2 separate regions of the Mus musculus genome follow, and region 2 is linked to region 1. The links are chromatin contacts, called in public promoter capture Hi-C maps. All regions are on one chromosome and are shown on one strand. Each heading gives the region's core, a stretch centred on a gene start, on an enhancer-like site or on the middle of the called end of the contact. The rest is flanking DNA. Distances are from core to core; before and after follow the strand shown.

Region 1 (5,451 bases), core at 1,437-3,936:
GCTAGCGTAGCCTAGGCTGGCACAGAAGCTCACAACACGTGCCAGGGTGTAGAAGTGGCTGACCAGGTAGGTAGTCAGGGCCTCCAGTTGCCCTCACTCACAGCTTTATACAGGAGCAGCTGATGGTGGGTAAGCACGTGATAGGGGAAGGGACTCACTGGACAGCTGGGTCACTATGAGGTTAACAGATAAGGGGGCGGGGTTCCAGAGCAGGGGGCAGCCTGCCTCTGGACAGCAGTGGCAGGGGAAGGGGGAGAGGGGAAAGGGAAGAGGAAGGGGCATTTGTGTTGGGAGAGCCAGGCAGTTGGCAGAACCCTTGAGATGGCCTTTTCTGTGATGTCCACCTGTTTGGTTATGGGTGGCAGATGGAGGATGGCACCTCGGCAAAGCTGCCAGGCCACCCTCCAGGTCGGCAGGGTTTGGGGCCAGCCTTGGCAGCTGCCTGGCAGAGTTGTATTCACCTGCCTGTCCCTGCTTGCTCTCTGGAATTCTCCAGCAGCCCTGGACAAAAGAGAGCAGAACAAACTCTCCCCCCCCCCGCCCCCTGCCTGCCCCCGCCCCACACACAGAGTCCTCTTTCTGCTGCTCCTGTTTGCTCACACAAAACCTGTCCTGCACACTCCCAGGCTCTCAGGCCAGCTGAGGGCATTAACCCTGTGGTGCCATGTGCCCCAGCCTGGGGCTTTTCTCAGGCACTAGTGTCCTGTCAGGGTGTCAAGAAGGAAACTGCCTTGTGTTGGCACTTGCCTCCCGGGTCCTTTGGGTCCTGAGGCTTGCAGGTTTCACAGGAGCGGGGGGAGTTCACTCACGAAAGGACTCAAGGGTGCTGCCCTCATGGGGCTCCCCTAGAGCTGTGTAGATGATCCTGAAGACAGGCTGGATCCTGCGGCCTCCTCTCCTGGGTACTGTCTCCCTGCCTAGCCGTGCTTGTTCCCAGGCACTGGTGTCCTCTGCCCAAGACAACCCTGTGGCAGGCTCCTCCACACCCTGTGCTGCTTCAGTGCCAGTGGGCATTCTTAGCTCAGAACACCCATCCTCACCATCTTGTGACCCACTAGTATCCCAACTGCGGTCTGGATTACCCTGTGGTCTAGTTATCATACTAGCTCCCCATTTCAGTCTCTGACACTCCCCACGGTCCTGCCATTTGGTAGTCACTGAGCTGTGTGGAATTTGTTCTTGCTTGTTGGGATCATTTCTAGCTAGTAAGAAGTTGGGTGCCTTACCCTGGCCCTGTTGCCCTTCTGCAACACTCATGTCCCCTGTTCCTTTGTCTGGGCTGCCCCATGATTTTGTCAAAGTATCTCTGTTGCCTGCCACAGGAAGGAATTCCTGGCTGTCCTGAGCCTCTATTTCCTTGGGGTTAGGGTGGCTCACTGCCCAAGCCCCTCTCTCGTTCCCCGACTCCTGTGCTCTAACATAAGGTTTCTGCTCATCGGGTTCACTTTCAGCCCAGAAACCTGATTCCTTCCTCTGTCCCTCTTCCCCAGCACTGTGTCTCCAGAGCAGTCGCCTCCGTTTCACTGATGTCATCTCCTCTCCTGTGGTCTGGGTGCTGACCTCCCTAGAATCCTCTGCCTGGGTGACAACTTCATTTGCCGCCTCACATGCGCTGCTGTCCCTTCGTACCTGCTCCTGCTCCTCCACTACCACAGTGCTTTCCCACTCTTCCTCGTCTCGAGTAAGTTTCATTAATTCCAGAAAAGTAGGTGGGCACCCTTGCTGATCTAAGAGGGAGAGCTTTCCCCGAAGGCCAGTGGTCATGGAGACCTGAGATAAGACGTGCTTGAGACGAATTGAATCTGCACTGTGTGCTGACAGTGGGCTCTGCTGCACTGCTTTTTGCAGCAGGGGCTCTAAACGTAGCAAGTAGTCAGATACCTTCTCTGCAGGTTTCTGAGAAGACTGAAGGAACCTGAACTGTAAGACCTTAGAGTCCTCTTTATTTCCAAAGATGTGCTTTAGGGCTTTCAAGCACTGCTCCACGGTTAGGGAGTCATTGCTAGTCCACAGTGCCTGCATGATTGACAGGGCAGAGCCACGCAAGCTCTCTAGAAGGCACTGCTTCTTTTCCCTCTCGGACACCTGCCATAACTGCATCAGCTCAGTGACCTCCTCTAACCAGGTTTCAAAGCTTTCTTCTCCTGGGCCTGGAAAGGGACTGCCAGAAAATACTTTCAGTTTTTTGTAACATGTGCTATTATTACACAGAGACTTCAAGCCTTTTGGTTTGTCTTGGTCTAAATTCTTTAACTCTATTTTCCCTGTAGGAACAGTGCTAAACCCCAGGGCTTTGGCCACATCTACTATTCTCCGTCCTTCATCTCTTAGAAAGTAGATCAACTTATTCATAAACTCATCATCTGGGCTACGGGGTTTGACAACCACTTCCCAGGCCCCACCCTCTGCTGGTATATGAGTAGGCATCATAGTATAATCAACAACTTCAGGCAGTTCAATTAAGACTGCCTTAGCTTCATCTTCCCTCCTGAACATCCTGCCTATCACCTTGTATGCACACAAGGGAGGTAAGCCTTCTTTCAGAGCATCATTTATCGCAGCCTCAGTGTACTGCACGGGGATGCCCACAATGAGCACAGCCTTCTTGGGATCCAGATCCATCCCCTTACACCAGTCATCTAATAGAGCCACGGCCATTGTTCCCTCCCTCTATCAGCAGACCTAACACTAGGACTCAAAGATTCTAAACCAATGCCATATAGAAAGGCAGTGATGTCCTGGTTTCCACAACCTGAAATGCAAATGAAGTTAAGATGTTACTTAATGATTCCCATCACCTTTCCTTTTCCCAGACATTCAGTCTTGTTCAATCACAGAAAGCTCCCCAAACCTCACTGAACCCTGCTGACCTTTGGTTGCAGCAACCTCCTTGCAAGTCCAGGGACACTACTGTGCATTCTGCAAGTACCTGTGGGGAAAATGCCAATGTCAGGAGGCAAAGACCAATGCCAGTGGAGGAAAGAACAGGAGAGCACTCTGCCACCCACTCAGTGCTATATTGGATTTAACCCATTCCTTGTTAGGTTCAAGATTGGCAACACATAAACTCTCCTCCACCTGAAGAAATGCTCAACAGATAAGAAAGATGACTAGAACTCAGCAGATGTGATCACAGTGCTGAGTGCAAAGAACGTACGACAAGCTAAAGTATTGACATGGACACAAGAACAGTGTGAATCTAGATTTCTACCATAAGTTACCACATAGGTTAAGGCCTTTTATGGACAACAGGTGATGCCATGGTTCTCCAACTAATGAAGCATCTTAGCAACAGGTGTGGAGAGTAGGATAGGGCAGAGACTGAGGAGCGAGTGCTGATAAATTAAGCATATGGGTTTACAATAGTATGGAATCTGGAATCAGAGGCAAAAAAAAAAAAAAGACCCCAGAAAGTAAAAGACAACTCTCAGGTATGGCCCTACCCTGCAGTCTGTGAATCTTGGCAAGAAACCCCTTCACCAGTCTTCTGCTACAGTTAGAGGCTATTCCCAAAATAGATGCTCACCCTGCTGTCTTCTGTAGAGTGCCCCACTGAAGTGTGGCTATGGTGACTTTCCTGTGCTGGTGCTTGATCCTGGCAGTCTTCTGGCTCTATCCAGACAAGCAGTGCTGGTTCCTGCCCACTGATCTGTTCAAGGCAAGGCAAAGGAATATTTAACATGGTCTATCCTGAATGTCCCTGCCCACGCAGGCTGTGCTAATTCTGAGTCTGCTCAAGAATCTAAAGACAGCCCCTTGCTGGGTATGGCTGAGCACATCTTTAATCCCTGCACTTGAAGTAGGCTGGGGCTGATCTGTCAGTTTTGAAACCTAAGCGGGCAGTAGCTACTTTTTTTTTAATTAGATATTTTCTTCATTTACATTTCAAATGCTATTCTGAAAGTTCCCGAATATGTGGTCTTGCAAACTTTATATGCCTCAGTACGGAGGAATGCCAGGGCCAAGAAGTGGGAGTGTGTGTGTGTGGGGGGGTATGGGGGACTTTTGGAATAGCATTTGAAATGTAAATGAAGAAAATACCTAAGAAAGAAAGAGAGAGAGAGAGAGAGAGAGAGAGAGAGAGAGAGAGAAAGAGAAAGAAAGAGAAAGAAAGAAAGAAGGAAGGAAGGAAGGAAGGAAGGAAGGAAGAAAGAAAGAAAGAAAGAAAGAAAGAAAGAAAGAAAGAAAGAAAGAAAGAAAGAAAGAAAGAAAGAAAGAAAGAAAGAAAAAAAAGAAAAAAGTTCTTGCAGCCGGACGTGGTGGCGCACGGTGGCGCACGCCTTTAATCCCAGCACTCGGGAGGCAGAGGCAGGCAGATTTCTAAGTTAGAGGCCAGACTGGTCTACAAAGTGAGTTCCTGGACAGCCAGGGATACACAGAGAAATCCTGTCTCGAAAAACAAAAACAAAACAAAACAACAACAAAAAAACCCTGTCTCAAAAAAACAAAAAGAAAAAGTTCTTGCATGAAATTGAGCAACTGCTCCACTGACCTCATGCACAACGAAACGTCCCTCCAAATTCCAGAACCTGCTGCCATCCAGCTCCATCCTGGTCCGAACAACCTGCCAGCTGTCCCAAGGACCGCCCCTTCCCTGTCCCAGCGCCATTTTAGGACACTCACCATCTATCTCAGTTCCAGCTCTGAACAAGACACAGACCGATCCTGGTTCCAGCAACTTCTCAACTGTCCCAAGTATTACCCCTTCCCAGTTGCGGCAAGTTCCCAGAGCACCCCCCACCCCCCCACCCCAAGCCATCTCCGAGTCCCTGCTCTGGACCTTCCAATAACCTTTCAAGTTTCATCTCCAGGTTCCGTGCCATCCATGTCCCACCAACACATCCTAGCGACAACCTAAAGTCACTCCTGCTGCCAAATGCCTCCTTCACTTCTACCTAAATTCCTCTACCTGGACCTTTTCTAAAAGCCAAACAAACCCTGGAGTTCAGCTTCTCAGAAGGCAGGAAGATCACCGGAACCCAGAAATTTCAGACTGTCTCACAAAGAGAACACAACCAGAAAACAAAAAAACCATTATGCTTTGCACCCCTTCACAGATATCCTCCATTCCTCATATCCCTTATCTCACATTTCCAAAAAGTTTTAGTGAAAGAAAACAGAAGGCCATAAAAAGGACACAAATGGAATGGGTGATGTCTAGAAATGGCAGAAATCCTTAGGGTACCAAGGGGAAAGCAGCATGGTACCTGCTGAAGAGGCCGCCAGGCCAGAACTCCAGGAGACAGACGCGACAACCACAGACTCTTCAATGTGAAATGAGTCTAAGATCAGGGCAGGAAGATCTTATATATGCCGGCCCCGCCCACGCCCGTGGAGTTGCACACGACCCTTTTGGGGCTGTACCCTGGTATCACCTCCCCTTCCCCGCCACTCCCTAATAGGAGGATTCTGTTGCCTTAACCAATCCTGTTGGTCCTGGGGGAGGGGAAA
Region 2 (5,351 bases), core at 503-3,002, 400 kb after region 1:
AATCTTCCCCTCTACATACTCACAGAGCTCACCACAGGATCAGGCCAGCATGGGCCCTTCTGTGCCTTGGTTGGATAATTTTGGGTATGGGCGGAGAGAAGTCTGGCCAGTAAATCAGCTGGTAAATAGTTGGTGATATTTATTGAGAAATGGGATGAAAGATGGAAGCCCTGAAAGAGCAACTCACAGGCTGGCCAGAAGGTGCCCAACTGATAGTGGAGTACAGAGAAGGCTGTAGGATCCTATGGCCAGGTAGGTCAGGGCTGAGGAAGGCCACAAAGGTGCTACAGAGAGCAAAGATGTAGCTCAGAGCCTGGATGAATGGATGGCACTGGCATTCAGGCTTCGAGGCTTGGACCATCAGGTGGCACGTACATGGGCTCAATATGAGCCCAGCTGCGGGCCTGCTCATCTGCCCAGGCGAGCAGCTCAGGAGCACGATGCAGGAAGATCAGAAGCAGGGTGTGCACATCACCTTCTGCTGAATGGGCAGCACTGGGTTCAGCCTGGAAGTAGCGGTGGAAGAGACTGGCCAGGCTGTAGCTTTTGCGGCCTTGAGCCCTGGTGCCGTGGCTGTGAGCACGGTCCAGGCCCCGCAATGCAGGCAGTGTGTCCAGGCAGACAGTGTCTTGGGGCAGATGGGCACCCAGACGTTGTAGCTCCGTGCACAGCAGTGGGAAGTCATAATCGAAGCCATTGTGGGCCACAAGGCAGATGGGGCCCTCCTGGCGGCTTAGGAAGCCCTGCAGTGTCCTTACCACAGCGCCATTGAAACCAGCCTTCCCGCAGTGCATCAGGCTTTCGCTGCTCAAACCAGTAATCTCACTGGCCTTGGCAGTAAAGGGGCGCTCCGGGCACATGCACAGTGTGAGCTTGTCCAGAACACGGGGCAGCACCAAGGAACCAGAATCATCCCGTTCTGGGTTCTCCAGGGAAGAGCGGTGAACAGCAAAAAGGGATATCTCTGCAATCTCAGGATCCATGTTTGGGAGCCCAGTGGCTTCTAGGTCCAGGAATACAAAGGTCTCAGCCCGGGGTGGCTCAGACATGCTGATGTTCTCACAGGAACAATGAGGCCTAGAGCTGCCAGAACAAGTGGCATAAGCCAGAGGGCTAAAGACATGAGAGCAAGGCCCTGCTACCTATAGCCATCTCAGGTCAAAGCTATACTACACAGAACCTCACTTCCTGATGCTCCATCCCATCTCATGAGGCCTTTGGTGCTAGGAGTAGTTTCTGATACATATTCATATCTAGAGACACTTTAAAGAGGACTCATGGGGCCAGGATCAAGTAACCAGAATCTTGTTACTTCTGTCCGTCCTCCCTCCTCCCTTTCCTGGATCTCCAACCCAACCTTCGTTGTTCTATCACCTTATCAAACAGGCACAAAAGAAAGTGCTTAGACTTTAACCCAGGGTCCTCTTCCTTTTGCTGCCAGGCCCAGATCTAGCCCATCAAGGAGGGGAACAGATACAGTCCACAATTGGTGCCTTGGCCCAACCCCTAAGTGGAAATACCTTGGCTAGGAGCCTCAGGCATTATGCCCTGCTTTCTACCTTTGGGTGTCAGGCACCGGAGGAATCTGGCATGGGGACCCTGGGCTTCCCAACCTTTTCTCTGCAAAACAAGTGCTGTCTCAAGCTGGCTTCTACCTGCCTCTAGGCTCGTGGCTTTATCCACCTATCCCCATCACACTGGCTTACCTGGGGCGGGCTTCAGCTGGCTTCCTGGACTGCTGGGCACCTGTCTCTGCACAGGCTGCTCCAGGCAGCCTTTAATCAGAGGACACAGCCCGCCCCCAGCCGCCAGTTGGGCAACCAGGAGACTGGAGGCTGCAGGACCTGTGCGGCCGGCTTGCTTGCCACCCCCTCATGAGCTTGCAGCCACCAGGACACACGCCCTATGTTTACAGACTGAGAAGTAGGCTCTGACTGCACACAGGCTTCCGGTGAGTGATGAGCACCGTCACGAGCCGAAGGAATGTGTCCTCACAGGCAGGAGGAAGTCAGAGTGTGATGGAAGACTGTGGCTTCTGCTAAACCCTACAGCCAAGTCTCATCAGATCTGGCTTGTGGTTGGCAGACCTGGACAAACCAGGTGTAATGCTTAGCCCTATGCCAGGACATATTACTCAGAGGCAACAGGTCCTCTTCTCCAGGTCCTGGTTTCTTCCATCAGTGGGGACCTGGCTGCCCTTCGTGGGGTTGCCATGACCTCAGGAGTGACAGAAGCACCTACTTGTGCTTTGTTTAGCCTTTGAATGGGAAGACATGCTGAGGACAAGGCCTTGGTCTTGCTTCAGTGATCAGGGAGTGTCCTTGGGAACATCTCCAATATGAACATTGCCTGGCTGCAGATTACCACCCTCTGGCCCCATCTTCCAGCCACAAGTAGGGATGGTGACCTCTGCTCTAGGGGTATGACATCCAAATGTTTGACACTCCTGACACCCAATGTGTTCCAAGAATTTATTTAGTAGACTTGTGGAGAAGGCAGGGAGGAAAGGCAGGCAAAGGGAGGCCATGAAGCAATGAGGCCTGACCCACACAGCCCTGTGGATATAGCTGATTCAATTCTTTCAATTTCAGAAATAAAAAGAGGTGTCTGGGAGACCTCTAGGACTCTAAGACAGTAGGTCTTAACCTTCCCAGAGCTGTAACCCTTTAATACAGTTTTTCATGTTGTAGTGACACCCAAGCATAAAATTATTTTTGTTGCTACATTGTAAGTATAATCTTGCTGTTATTAATTGTAATGTAAATATCGAACATGCATGATGTAACTCCCTAAAGGGTAGCGACTGATCCACAGGTTAAAAACCACTGCTCTAAGGTCTTTTCTGTTTCATCTGAGAGACACCAGATGTGACCTGGCTGCCCTTCATGGGGAGATGTGAGATGTGAGTGTGACCAGAGGCTAGAAGGTTATCCATGGCCTCTCTTGAAGATCTCATTCCAGAGATCCAACACTGCAGGTCTAGCCTTCTAAGGATATGGTTGATGCTGTACCTGCCCACTGCAGCCACTCCTGGGCCTTTCCATAGAGCAGTTGGATCAGCTGGACAGTAGGAAACAAGGACCTGCTTGCCCAGCAACCTTTCCCAACAGTGTCTAAGCAAGAAGGGTCTAGCACCCAGCTGTCCAAAAGTACTCAGGGAGCCCGGAGGAGCAAAGGTGCAGTTACAGGAGCAGGGTGGGGCAGGTGGCCACGGGTGTGATAATGGGTCTCACCAAGTTGTGCCTGTTCCGGTGCTTGAAGGGAGGGAGGTGGCTATGACAAGCATACTACTCAAAAAGATACTTGGCCACTGTGGGAATCCCAGAGAGCAGTTTCCTGGATAGCCAGCCGGGCCCTGGTGAAAATTCTCCAGTGGGTGCTAGCACCCTAGAAAACAAAGGAAGAGATAGGTTCCCAAGGACATGCCACAAGAAGCCTCTGTGGAACCCTGAAATGAGATAGGGGGTGAAAGGCACATGAGCAGGGAGAAGGGTCATATCAGGGTGCAGGGGAGACCTCCAGAACTGGATAGGTCAAAATAACTAGGCAGTATCAGAAAGGAATAGAAGCAGCAGAGAGAGGAATGGCCAAGAACCACTGTGGTAGTAGAAGGCCGGCCACCAAGCTAACCTAGAATAGTAAGGATGAGGACAGGAAGGGAGGTTGAGCATCCCAGGCCAAAGAAGAGTACGATATGCACAAACAGTAGTCCGAAGGCAACGTCTTAAGCTTGAGTTTCTTTTATTTCTTCCCTCTCCTACCCATCTCTGCCTTCCTTTTCTGCCTCCCTCTTCCTCCTTCCCTTCAAACTGCAAGCACCAGGCAAGTGGAAATCCATGCAGGCTGTGATCAGGATTGGAACTGGCCCTCCTGAAAGCTCCAGGGAGGGCTTTATAGCCCTGCATCATCTTGTGCCTCTGTGAAATCTGTCAGTAAGGATCTTGTACTTCTGTGTTACTTCATCAATTCTGGCAGCTGTATAGAGAAAGAAACGAACGGCCAAGTGAGTAAAGAGGTAGAAGTTGGCAGTCCATACAAGACCCATTCCTTCCTGCCTTCCTACCAGAGCCCCTATCCTCCATATCCTGCTCAGGCTCTCACTAGGCATGACCAGGTGGTAGTAAGGACAACTCACACCTGGTCCTCAAGGGGTTTGGAAGCTGTGGGGGGGGGCAACTTCTTCCATAATCCAGAAACATTGATTAGGGAGTTGCAAGCAAGGCCTCTTGGCTGGTCGTACTAGGCCAGCAGCTTGGAGTCTCTGACTGGGTCACACTGACCATAATGCATGTCAAGGTTCAGGCCAGGCTAGGTCCCTGCCACCTCAAAGTCCAAGAGTTGTTTCAATTGTGCGTTGTTTTAATCTGATACCAGTATGTGCACACAGTAACAAAGCCAGCAACCCAGAACTATTCTATGGCTTTTAGAGCAGTGGTTCTCAACCTTCCTAACACTGAAACCCTTTACTACAGTTCCTCATGTTGTGGTGATCACCAACCATAACATTATTTTCATCGCTACTTCACAACTGTAATTTTGCTACTGCTATGATTTGTAATGTAAATATGACCCCCAAAGGGGTCACAACCCAGAGTTTGAGAATCACTGCTTTGGGGGTCATAACCTGTACACGCACCCACCTCCGGGGCTCTGACCAGACAATTACGAGGTACCCAGTTAACTAAATTTCTACCCAATTTAAGTTCTTCCTTTGTTTGCTTTTAACATGTATCTCTGTTTTAAGGATTTATTTATTTTTATTTTATGTATATGAACATTTTGACCACATACATGTATGTACATTATGTGCATGCTCAGTGCCTGAGGAGACCAGAAAAGGACGCTGAGAATCAAACCCAGGTGTTCTGGAAGAGCAGCCAGTGTTCTTAACTGCTCAAATAAATCCTGCCTGCAGAATAATGAAATCCCATCCTGAATAGCACCCTAAGGATCCTTCCCCCCTTGCTGTTAATGTTTCCAGTGGTATCCTAGTTAAAGGCTTCAACTGTGGCAAACTGTGTCCCTCTGAAGATGACAGTTTGCTGGGCTCTGCTCTGTCCTTCTTCTGTGGCATCTGCCTTTATCAATCCCTGAGTGTTGCTAGAATCTAGACCCTGGGCCTCACCCTATCCTGAGCTATCAGCCCAATGGTTCACACTTTCCCACCTGGAAGAAGGCCTGCTTTGCCCTAACATGTGGACTTTAGTAGTTCTCAGTCCCCAGGGCTGTTCCTGAGACCACATACTGGCTTTTTATCTTGAAGTTTGGTCTCGTACCCTGGTCCTGCTACAGCAGGGTGAGTTGTAGACTAATTCCTTTAGGTTGCACCTGCTCTGGACTTGAAATAAGGA

The links. Capture Hi-C pulls out chosen DNA fragments and counts their contacts.
Region 2: a promoter capture Hi-C map of liver shows a contact between it and region 1, with 5 times the contacts expected there. The contact joins the promoter of Trex2 here to the promoter of Pnma5 in region 1. A contact is called at or near these places in 18 of 39 promoter capture datasets (the 3T3-L1 cell line, 3T3-L1-derived adipocytes, the C10 cell line and 11 more), 9 of 484 Hi-C or Micro-C datasets (the AML12 cell line, the G1E-ER4 cell line, bone marrow-derived macrophages and 6 more), 10 of 115 datasets of contacts at active chromatin or transcription factors (bone marrow-derived dendritic cells, differentiating embryonic stem cells, double positive thymocytes and 3 more) and 4 of 9 other capture datasets (adipose tissue, embryonic stem cells, liver and 1 more).

What each region holds. Positions count from the first base shown.
Region 1 is chrX:73,034,417-73,039,867 of GRCm38.p6, forward strand. Pnma5 (paraneoplastic antigen family 5) reads right to left here and starts at 2,687. Exons shown (of 2, transcript NM_001100461.3): 1 at 748-2,687. The coding sequence starts at 2,658. The coding sequence ends at 802. Gm52421 (a long non-coding RNA gene) reads left to right here and starts at 1,604. Exons shown (of 2, transcript XR_003953046.1): 1 at 1,604-1,681; 2 at 4,812-5,451.
Region 2 is chrX:73,433,591-73,438,941 of GRCm38.p6, forward strand. Trex2 (three prime repair exonuclease 2) reads right to left here and starts at 1,753. Exons shown (of 2, transcript NM_011907.4): 1 at 1,707-1,753; 2 at 115-1,083. The coding sequence starts at 1,049. The coding sequence ends at 339. Haus7 (HAUS augmin-like complex, subunit 7) reads right to left here. Exons shown (of 10, transcript NM_028633.3): 10 at 3,725-3,975. The coding sequence ends at 3,905.